3 separate regions of the Zea mays genome follow, and all the other regions are linked to region 1. A link is a contact called in public Hi-C data. All regions are on one chromosome and are shown on one strand. Each heading gives the region's core, a stretch centred on a gene start, on an enhancer-like site or on the middle of the called end of the contact. The rest is flanking DNA. Distances are from core to core; before and after follow the strand shown.

Region 1 (3,532 bases), core at 285-2,784:
AGCAAATAGATCAGTTAGCAGTGATAATATTTTAACATATGCATAACAGGACAAAAAAATTGTTTGTGTCTAACCTCTGCATATCCGAATGGTTCACCAGTTTTACGGGGGGGGGGGGGGCGTCTGTCACCCCGAGCCAACTGTCTTATGGTCTCATTGTCAAAAAACTTAATGCGTGGAGTACCATATTTGTTATCCGGAGCAGCAGGGTGATGTAGGTGATCAAGATAGTAAATCTGTAAAAAAGGAATGCACAAATATATAAAATTAGTACATAACAAATATTTGCATACCATGTATATGCACAGTTAACAAGATAAAATTACTTACTAAAACAATGAGTGAGCATCCATATATTGTTGCTGTGATGTTAGTTTTGTTCCTTTTATGCCAACGTGCGGCAGCATCGCACAAATCCGTGTAAACTAGTTGACACCAGTCAATATCAGCCATTCGGGCCATGTTTGAAGTCATGAGCACCTCATTGTTTGTAATGCCCCAAGATGCAGAAGGAAACAGAAGTCGATTGAATAGAATGAGAAAAAAACATCTAATTGATAGCTCATCATCGTTGCCAAGCACTATCTTATCTTGAAGCTTGACAACATCAAATTCTTCTTTACAGACATTGAGATGACGTCTCAGATTAGCAGCAGCATCGATTTCACCGTACCAATCAGTAAACTCTCTACCTCCTCCGGCACATGGCAACCCCAAAATGAGATGAACCGTATCTTTTGTTATCTTAAGTTCTTTGCCAGCCCCTGGGCGTATGGTCATGTCATTTGGATCTAATTTGTCCATCAACCACCTGATAAGTGATCTGCTCTCCAATGCATCAGTTCGCAAATCAAATATGCTAGAAAATCCCAACCTAGCGACGGCATCACGCTGCCGATCGCTCATTATCCATGATGATACAATAACATCCAAGGGAATGCATCGGATATTCAATTTCTGGAAGCATAAATGAATATTCATTAATACAGAAAGTATATATATAGGTAGAACTAATGATACTATATTTATTACAGGCTTGTAAATAACTAGTCTAAAACACTAAAAAAAGTAAACACCATATTTGTTGATAATAATATGCATAAATGTAAAGTGGGGGAAAATTCAACATTGATTGGGCACCATGATTAACACATGAATAAACATAATATATATACATATTACCTGTGATTTGACAGGAGACTTCTTTTTAGGAGAGTTTTTTTTGGCAATGATATTATACTTTGGGCTTCTTTTCACGGTCGGAACTTGAGGAGAAGGTACTTTTAACTTCTTTGAGCTGATTTGATCTGGAGGAGAAGGTGATGCAGATCTGAATTGACGCTTTAACGATGGAGCATCCATGAAGTCGTCGTCAGAGAGAGCGGCTGGAGCAGGAGGTTGTCTTTTTAAACGACAAGCTAAAGCCTTTCTGCGAACACGATGGATTGGGGCTGGCTGAGGCTCATTCTGTTCCTGATTTTGAGGAATATCACCTTGGTGAGCTGAGCTGCTGGATCTTGTACGTCTGGAAATGTCAATTGAAAAACCTCCTGACTGGATTCAATAGTTAATCTTTTTGGATTACTGGGCGGGCGATCAACAGACTTCATGACTAAATAATAAATAAATCTGTAGAAAAAGGAAGTTGTTTTTAAATACTTTGATTTATGCAAGAATATATGCCAGAAAAAAACTAATTTTTACTATAACTATCTGAAATGCGTACTATATAGTGCTAAATGGAATTACATGACTTAAACTACCTTTTACATTTAGCTAAAATAAAAGCCTTTATGCATCAACTAACTATACAACATATTTTAATAACTGGTTCGTAGTAATAAAAACATTTAGCTCAAATAACATGAATATGTAAATAACATTTGCTTAAATAACAGTATCTGTATGTATTTATATATAATTAATAGGCGTGTAAACTAATTATGCAAGTAAATATAACAATTCAAATATGCTTAATACCTGTTCACAAACTTGTGTATGAATGAGCATACACATTACTGCCAATATGCATATGTATCAAATCCAATGGGTATATTTTATATATAATAAAACAGATGTGTACACAAAATTATTTAATTGAATGGGCATAAAAAGTAATGAGGATATGCATATAAATGATATACAATAAGCATATCATTTATAATAAAACAAATGTTTAAACAAATGTATGTGAAACAAATCGTTGGAGTAAATGTGCATAAAGAATACTGACTATATGCATGTATAATAAAACAAATGTTTAAACAAATGACTCAAGTGATTGTGCATAAACAGTACTGAGGATATGCATATATATCAAATACAAATAAGCATATTTGATAATAAAATATATGTGAAACAAATCATTAAAGTAAATGTGCATAAAGAGTACTGACTATATGCATATATAATAAACCAAATGTGTAAACAAATGAATCAGGTGAATGTGCATAAACAGAACTGAAGATATGCATAAATATTACATACAAACAGCATATATATATTACTTGGGTTGTATAAAAGTACTATCTGCTAACTAATCAGTAAATACCTAATCCACAGCCTTTGCCTAAATACAGAATGTCGGGCGATAGTAGGAATACAGAATAAATACACATACCCTAATATCGGGGCTCCTAAACATAAAACAGATGCAATGCGCGATGAAATTACCCGATTATAGTGATGTATAAGCGGATACAAATCACACATTTAGCTGGATAATAAGGGTTACCATCAAATCCACTTCAAAATCGACAGATAGGGCTCAAAAACTCGACGGCAAACTCGGGGTATTTCAATCTGGGATTACCTGGAACTTCTTGAATCGGCTCCAATGCTGGGAGATTGAAGGATGTAAGGAGTAATGGAATGGCGCTGGATTGGAGCGGCGGAGGATTGGCGCTGCGCTGGTTTGGAGACGCTGAAATCGCCAGGGGAGTCGCCTCCCACGAAAGGAAACTCTGCGCGGCTGGGGTTTTCTTCAAATGGCCGCTGGTTTATCTCCGTTGAATGCGCGAGTACGGTTTTAGAAACAGGAAACGTGGGAGAGGTGGCTGGTTCACGGGGGTAACGGCGCCGTGACTGTGCCCAGTTGACTCGGTGTGGTTCAACCAAAATGCCCATGTTGACTAGCCTGGGCTTCCTTTATTATTGGAAGCCCAGGGCTCTTAATATATAAACTATATATATATATATATATATATATATATATATATATATATATATATATATATATATATATATATATATATATATATATATATATATATATATATATATATATATATATATATATATATATATATATATATATATATATATATATATATGCGCGCGAGAGACCCATGGGTCCATGTACCATATTGTATCCATTACGAGTAATGAATACTGGTGCAAGTTTAATATTTTTCTAATTGGTACGAGTTTGTAAACCCTATATATATGATTTTAAAATCGGTTGCCATTCATGTCAGCTTGAGAGGGAGAGAATGGGGAGGCCGGTTGGGCCATTGCCATTTTGGCCCATACA
Region 2 (3,532 bases), core at 769-3,268, 200 kb after region 1:
TAAGATTGTAGGGTTGGGTCTTTTGATCTAGAGTCAGATCGGTATGTCGCATTCCACCAAAACAAGAGTTACCTTGAACCTCATGAAAGATCGGGAACCTCGTCCCCATCAGTGAGCCTTTTACATGCGGGGAATATGTCTACTTGTCAACGATAGGCGAGACTATTTTAGATGAATGAGAAAAATCAAAGGCCAAAGCAGCTCCTTCAAATGTTTCAAACATAGAAGCTCAGAAGTGATTCGATAATAGCTGTACTTCCTTTTCTTTAGTGTTCCAAATTTAACCAAAAAACAAACATACCACTGTGAACACAGAACTGTTCAAGGAGAGCATAGGCAAACAAAGACTTGCAATGAAAATAGGTTGTTCAGATCATAATAACTAAAACAATGACATGCCAAGACTTTCCCTGCTACACTCAAAGACAGACAATATTGACAAAGCTAACATATCCTTATCTAATTGCTTCATTCTTGATACACCCCAAAAAGAATAGAAGAGCAGAAAAAATGTAGATCAAGCAAACATATCAAGGATCTAGTATTTTTCAGACAAAATACATAGTCAATATAACAATTACCATTGCTAGAATAGTTGCTGCCATCAAACCAGCACCGGGGCCCTTTGTTTCCTAGAGACACAATAGTGAGATTACTAAAGAACTTTAGTAATCCAGTGTAAGTGCATGGGTTTTTAATATAAAAAAACAACCTTGGTTAATAGGTAAGTTGCCCAGGACGCATTGACTGAGAAAACTGGAGCAGTGAATACACAGACAGTCTCCACCGACAATGGGATGTTAAGGGAATTCAACAACCTATGCCAACCAAACAATTCAGTCATGCTAACAGTAGTTCAAATCTACCAATGAAGCATTTCTAATAGTATGCATTGGCAGTCACATACCACCATATTGTACCAGCAGTAAGTGTCAAACCAGGATAGACAGTGCCACCAATAACACGCCCAAGAGGATACCTAAAAGCAGGTGACAGTGAGCATAGAAATAACTGGAAAACAAGGATAGATTCAAGTGTTCTTGGAAATGTTACCATGTTCGGTCATCAAACCAGTTCCAGAATTCATATATGCCATTCTTTGACAAGAACTGAGACAAGGGGGAAATTACAATGAATCAAAATTTAAGTGCATGTGCACAACTGCTTTTGAAACATTAAGACACACTAGTAAAACATTTGTGCACAAATCCAAGCAGCAAATGTACATTGGAAAACATTCCTGCCATTTTATTCACCCAAATGTTGGGACCATTCAATACACCCACATGTCACCTGAGACTATACAACAGTGTATATTACAATAGACAATTTGCAAAGAAGTCTAGGGATGCAAGTGGTACCCAGATTTTTCCTGGTCAGCTAACTAATTAAATACAGTGGCAATGCCATTTTCAAATTAATTGCATACCAAGTTTTGTGTCGACCTAGTGACCCAAAAGAAATGGAGCTCGCATGTCTACTGAAGTCCCTAACCCCATAACTCGTTGAAGAGAACATGACTCCTAAGCGAACTCAACACCTGAATCCTGATGCATCCCAATAAGACAATAACAGGCTGTGGACAAACACAGAGGCACCACGGGAAAAAACCTGGGTAACGCGGTAATTGAAGTAGGGATCGAACTCGTGGATGACGCTTTCGTATTTGATCACCTGCGGCACATCAACGGACCAGTAAGACAGGCATGGGCCCGGGCAAACCATGTTGGGATTCCCAATTCCCAAAAGGATTTAAAAATGGTGGGGTTCGGATAGATCTTACGGAGAATAGTCGGATGGAGAAGGCGAGGACGCCGATGAGAAGGAGGGTGAAGATGCACAGCACTCCGCCGAAGGCGTTGCGGAGGCGATCTACGCTTCCGCTTGACGCCACAGAGGACTGGGGCTCCGGCATTGCTGCTGAGAAGAAGAGTTTTGGGTCAGAGGAAGACGGGGAAGGCCGGCGGCCGGGAGGCGGAGGTTTATCGAATTTTTTCGTGTTTGGCGTTTGCACTTTGGAGTATTGGACAGGGAAAAGAGTCGGCGGGTCCTACGCTCGGGCAGTCGGACACACCGCGAGCGCAGCATCGACCACCTAGCATCGTCCGCCGCGAGGAGATTGTACAATTTGTTTTTGCCGGCAGTTTTTTTTTTCTGATCCCTGGGAGAAATTTGGGATTCTGTCATCATTCTGCCATTGTTTTGAGGGACTTCACTCTAATGTCATTATAAAACATGTCGCCCACCTTAAAATGTCATTGGTCGTTTAATAAACAAAAAAAAAAGATTCAACTGAGTTAGAGGAGACGAGCTGCCGGATTTACCCCTGCCTCGTCCTGACAATTTCTCCTGCAGCAAGAGCGAGCAGCTATGGGCCGCCTATAGCGCCGGTCAATCCCCACTCCACGTCTCCATCGACGGCGCGTACCCGGTGGTCTACATCACCTTCTCGCTCCTCAACATGCCGGAGCAGCTCAACATGACTCCATCGTCGCCGTCGTGCACCACATCGCTGGCTGGACCCCCTGTCCTCCGACCACCGCGGCGCGTGCGGCAACGAGCTGTGTGCGCGTCTGGCTGCATCGTCGAGGAGTTACAGATGGAGCAGTCCGTGCAGCCGTACCTCTTTGCGTTCGCTGCCGGAAAAAATTGATGGCAGAATAAATTTCAGAATGGAAAGGGTACTGTTCACTGTTAGATCTTTTATAGGTTTGACCCATTTATTGAATAAACTCTAAGGTGTGTAATGGTGGAGAATACAAATAGTACCACATTGGAAGTCCAAGGGTCTTTTGGCTTGACTTATATGGTGGGATTTATTTCACTTAACTTGAGAAGTTAAGAAAGGGACAAGGGCGTGTCGCGCGCGCGTCGCCGCCGGCCGGGCGGGGCGTGGTGTGGTGTGGCACCTGTCTCTTCGTCAGCCAGCCGAGTGACCCTTCTCCTTCAGCTGACCGACTCATGACGTGACTCGGCGAGTGCTGGCCGACTCATGGCATGACTCGGTGACCTTTCTCCTTCAACTTCCCTCTACAAGAGGTTAAATAGAGGGAGCACCACTGTCACTCGGTACAAGCGAAAAACCACTTTCAGAATCACAGTCCAGCCGCCGAGTGAGGGTATTTCCATCTCGTGACTCTGCGCGCACAGAGAAGCGAGAGGGCAGGTGCCTCCGGAGCCCTTGCCGTTCGAGACCTTGCACGAGGGATCGGCAATTAGGTTTTTGGGGAGCGTCTACGCGACTGCCCAAAACATCTCCAACATGACAAAAGAAGCTGGCCAAGGATCTGGATTATCAGAGCGCATGGGAAGGTATGATCAGTTTATTTACTTACTGTTTTGCGTTCTGGAGATTATATATGTCTCATATATTCATCTATGTTGTTTCATATGTAGAAATGATTTTATCTTATCTGTTCTGCCTTATTATAATATGATAGATCTGTCTGTTTTAATTTTACAGACATGATGTTCATGTTTCTATCTGTTTATTTTCAATTGTTCAGTCAGATTACATGTTTATCGTATTTAT
Region 3 (3,532 bases), core at 725-3,224, 170 kb before region 1:
TGAGTAGGACGATGGGAATTGATGCGACGAGACCTGTCGGCTAACGACCAGGCTCTACGCGCGCGGGGCGGGGGGGAGTGAGTATGTGTCAATGCGTGTGTAGGATATGGAGATTGATGAATGGATACAAATAATAAATCAACGGCGCTCTTGAATCTTGATGTACAAATCACCACGTGAGCCCAGCGTGACTGGTGGAAGCTAGGAGTAAAAAATGCAGTGCTGGTTTGGCGCACAATTACACGGCGAAAGGAACATGTAATGTATTATAGGAAAATTCACTGCTGGTTTGGCGCCCAATTACGGCGAAAGGAACATGTAGTGTATTATAGGGTAAATCATTATCTTCACGAATTAACATCACTTTCGAGTAGATTAGGTTGCAAAAAAGCTGCATACTGTATAATTGTGGGTGCACTTTTAGCTTTTGCCCGAGGAATTTTTTTTTCCAATCACTCAATGTCTCAGGAAGTCAGGATAAGTCTCTGGTCATCCCTTAATGCTAAAGAAGTCACGGGGGCGAATTAAGATATCATTTTTTTCATCAGGTTACAAGATGAAACCATGGTACTAGACTTTTGTCCACCATAGTGGTGATCGATTAATCACCGTACCAGTGTTTCAGATGAAACCAAGGCACTAGACTTTTGTCCACCACAGCATCTTATTAGACTTCAGGCCTCTAGCAGCAATTGGAGTAAATTAGGCTATGTAGGCAATACTGTAGGTACGACTGTACGGTAGATATAGAGGATCACATTTAGAAGTTATTGCTGAAGATAAAAGTACATAAAGAACATAATATTTTAGATGATACTATAAGGAATAGAGAATATTTTTTTAGCAGACGAAATTTAGAAGATATTACTGGACACAGTCTAAATATGCTATGATGCAGGCTATGCGCCCTGCCTCATGGAAGTACGTATTGCGTTCTGGCGAGGCCCGCAAGGTCCATCCACGTCGCAGGCCAGCCATATGGCCCATACAATTAAAGCTAAGCCTATCGAATTTGTATCCAGGCCCACAGGTCACTGCTGCTGTTTCGGGAGGCCTGCCCAAAGCCCGGACAGTCACATCGGCCCAACGCCCCACCAAAACGCTTGGCAAGGATCCGCCAAGCTAGGCAAGGATATTAAGAGCAACTCCAAAAAAAAAAGATATAAACTTATCCTAAAATTTGTTGGCGAAAACTTTTTAGCATCTTTTTAGAGTTGTTCTAATAGGATTATAGAAGGACTACTCGCAATCTAGAAGTACAAGAACAACGATGGTCAGTGGGCCACAACAACGTGGATCTACCTTCATCTTCTAATAACTCGCCAAATAATCTCTATTCTCTAGCCATCGGTATCTTCTTCCATTTCAGAAAACCATCGTTCTGGGTGTCGGCGCCATCCCTTGACTAGCACGAACAACTCTGCACCAAATTTCGTGACAGGCCTCTTCTGAAACCCATAGCCATATGCAGGTAAACTATCGTTTAGTGTTTCCAGGCCAATGCATGAATCGGTGCAGAACGGCTCTCCATTCGCGTTTTTTCCCCCAGCTCTGTTGTACTGTAGTACCTTGGTGGCGTCGGAAACCGCTCCCGGCTGCTTTGCTTGCCCAGCTGGTCGTCCTCGCCAACTGCGGCCACCAATCGCGCCGGCGCCCACAGGCCACGTTCCACGGCTCGGCAGACGCGCCTCTCGTCTCGTCCCGTCTCCCGCAATACCAATCACGCCCTGCCACTCTGCGCCGCGTGTTCCTCAAACGCGGCAGGCAGGCATCCCGCTATCGTCGTTGCGTGCGTCCATGTGCGCGCGCGGCGCCCTGGCCAGTTCTGCTCTCTCGGGCTAGGGTTTTAGCCGCTACTAGCCTTTTTTTTCCACGAAAACAAAAAAAAGAGAGAGAAATCCACGTCAGAGCCGCGACTCGCGAACGCAAAGCCCGGCCGCGTCGCACTCGCACTCGCAGAGGCACGGTCGTCCGGCCAGTGGCCATCGGTGGGCCAATCGGCCATCAATTCCGCCCAGGCCACGGACTGTCGGCGGAGGCCGGAGTACACGTTCCGCGTGCCGCTCCTGTGATTCCGGGCAGCGACAAGTCCGGCCGAAAAATCAGATCCCGGTGGACGGCGGTGGTTGCTTTCCCTCTGCGCTTTCTAATTCTTTTGACGGTGTCCCCACTTCTCTTCGATTGGAAGACGAGGCCCCAAGTGACAGATGGTTGTCGGTCATCTAACCTCGCAGTTGCAGGATTAATAACCCCCAGCCTGGCTGCAGCCATGACCTAAATATCCAACCAAGTTCAGATCGCCAGGCAGCACACCACGTGCTCCCTTTCCACTCGTGCTGTTGAGTTGATCGCAAGGAACGAACACGAGACCGGATCGGGCTTCGACTCCCGGTCGCCTCGATAAGCCCCAGGTGAACGAACAGAAGCCGAAAACTCCAGCGAAAAGCCGAAAACCCCTGGGTCAAAACCTAACCCATGAAACTTGGCAACCGCGCGTTGGTTTGGTAATTAAGCCGGCGTAACTGGGCCTTTTTCGGCTGCCTGTACACAGCGATCCTGACCTTATAGATGTCCATCTGGGTTGGGCCCACCGGGTGGCCCGCAACACGGCACGAAAATAGCCCGGCCCAGCACCGGCATGGCCCGGTTTCAAACGTGCCTGGGCCAGCCCGGCCCGTTCGCCGTGTCGGGCTGAGCCAAGGATTTCAGCCCGTCGGGTTTAGCCCGACCCGGCCCGTCTAAGGGGGAGGCACGTGGCGGCCCGGTAATATTAACCGGCCTCGCGCGGCGCGTCCCACTCCCAGGCTCCCAGACCCACCCCGCCTCTCGCCCTCGCATTTACGCTCTCAGTCTCAGACTCTCCGCCTCTCGCCCTCGCATCGACGACTCCGCCCGAACCCTAATCTCCTCTCCCCTCTCGGATCTGCGGATCGCCGCCGTCCGCCGGTGTCTCCTCTGTCCTCTGTGCTTGGACTCAGTTGCCCGCCGGCCGCCCCCGCCGTGCTTGGACATCTATACTTACCTTCCTCTCCCGGTCCTCTCCGGTGTTCCTAACCCTAATCCCCTCCGGTGTTCCTCGCTCCACGGATCTCAGCCATCGTCTGTCGTCTCCGGTGCTCCGACTGCACAAGGTGAGTTCCTCGGGCCCTACTCCTTTCCTTTCCCTATTCTATGATTCTGTCGGTGTGTTCATCGGGCCCTACTCCTAACCCTAATTCTTCCGGTGTGTTCGTGTTCCTCAACGTAGGTATCTGTGAAATCCGGTGCTATGTAGTCATTGAGGAGTCGGAGACGTGTGCGGTGTGCGCGAGGTCGACTGGTCGAGGACTCGAGGACTCCAGCTGTGCTCCTCGTGCTTGTTGTCGAGGTCAAGCTCTCAAGGCTATGGATCTTGACCCGGCTGCAGAGGCGGAGGAGCGACAGCTTGAGGACCACAATGAGGCGATGGATGCTAGACAAGCCTTAATGGGTGTTGGTGTCACTCATTTAGATCCTATTGAGCTCGAGGATTTCGTCGCCTCTAGAACAGGCA

What was found. A called contact is a pair of places that touch in the nucleus more often than the background predicts.
Region 2: a Hi-C map of tassel shows a contact between it and region 1, with 2.1 times the contacts expected there. The contact joins the promoter of LOC100279881 here to the promoter of LOC103651202 in region 1. A contact is called at or near these places in 2 of 25 Hi-C or Micro-C datasets (ear and tassel).
Region 3: a Hi-C map of tassel shows a contact between it and region 1, with 6 times the contacts expected there. The contact joins the enhancer-like site here to the promoter of LOC103651202 in region 1. A contact is called at or near these places in 3 of 25 Hi-C or Micro-C datasets (ear, leaf and tassel).

The regions. Positions count from the first base shown.
Region 1 is chr3:202,299,855-202,303,386 of Zm-B73-REFERENCE-NAM-5.0, reverse strand. It overlaps LOC103651202, which reads right to left and starts at 1,534. Exons shown (of 5, transcript XM_020551014.2): 1 at 1,183-1,534; 2 at 331-957; 3 at 75-236. The coding sequence starts at 1,362.
Region 2 is chr3:202,097,270-202,100,801 of Zm-B73-REFERENCE-NAM-5.0, reverse strand. LOC100279881 (Dolichyl-diphosphooligosaccharide--protein glycosyltransferase subunit STT3A) reads right to left here and starts at 2,018. Exons shown (of 21, transcript NM_001152834.1): 1 at 1,784-2,018; 2 at 1,612-1,674; 3 at 1,054-1,109; 4 at 908-979; 5 at 713-818; 6 at 582-632. The coding sequence starts at 1,915.
Region 3 is chr3:202,466,478-202,470,009 of Zm-B73-REFERENCE-NAM-5.0, reverse strand. No RefSeq gene overlaps it. Among protein-coding and RNA genes, the nearest start is that of LOC100193809, 4.3 kb to the left of the region's middle. Within about 2 kb of position 1,974, at least 20 of the 20 cell types and tissues checked have an H3K27ac peak or open chromatin away from gene starts, as enhancers often do. A contact at or near this core is called in ear, leaf and tassel, where this site is marked.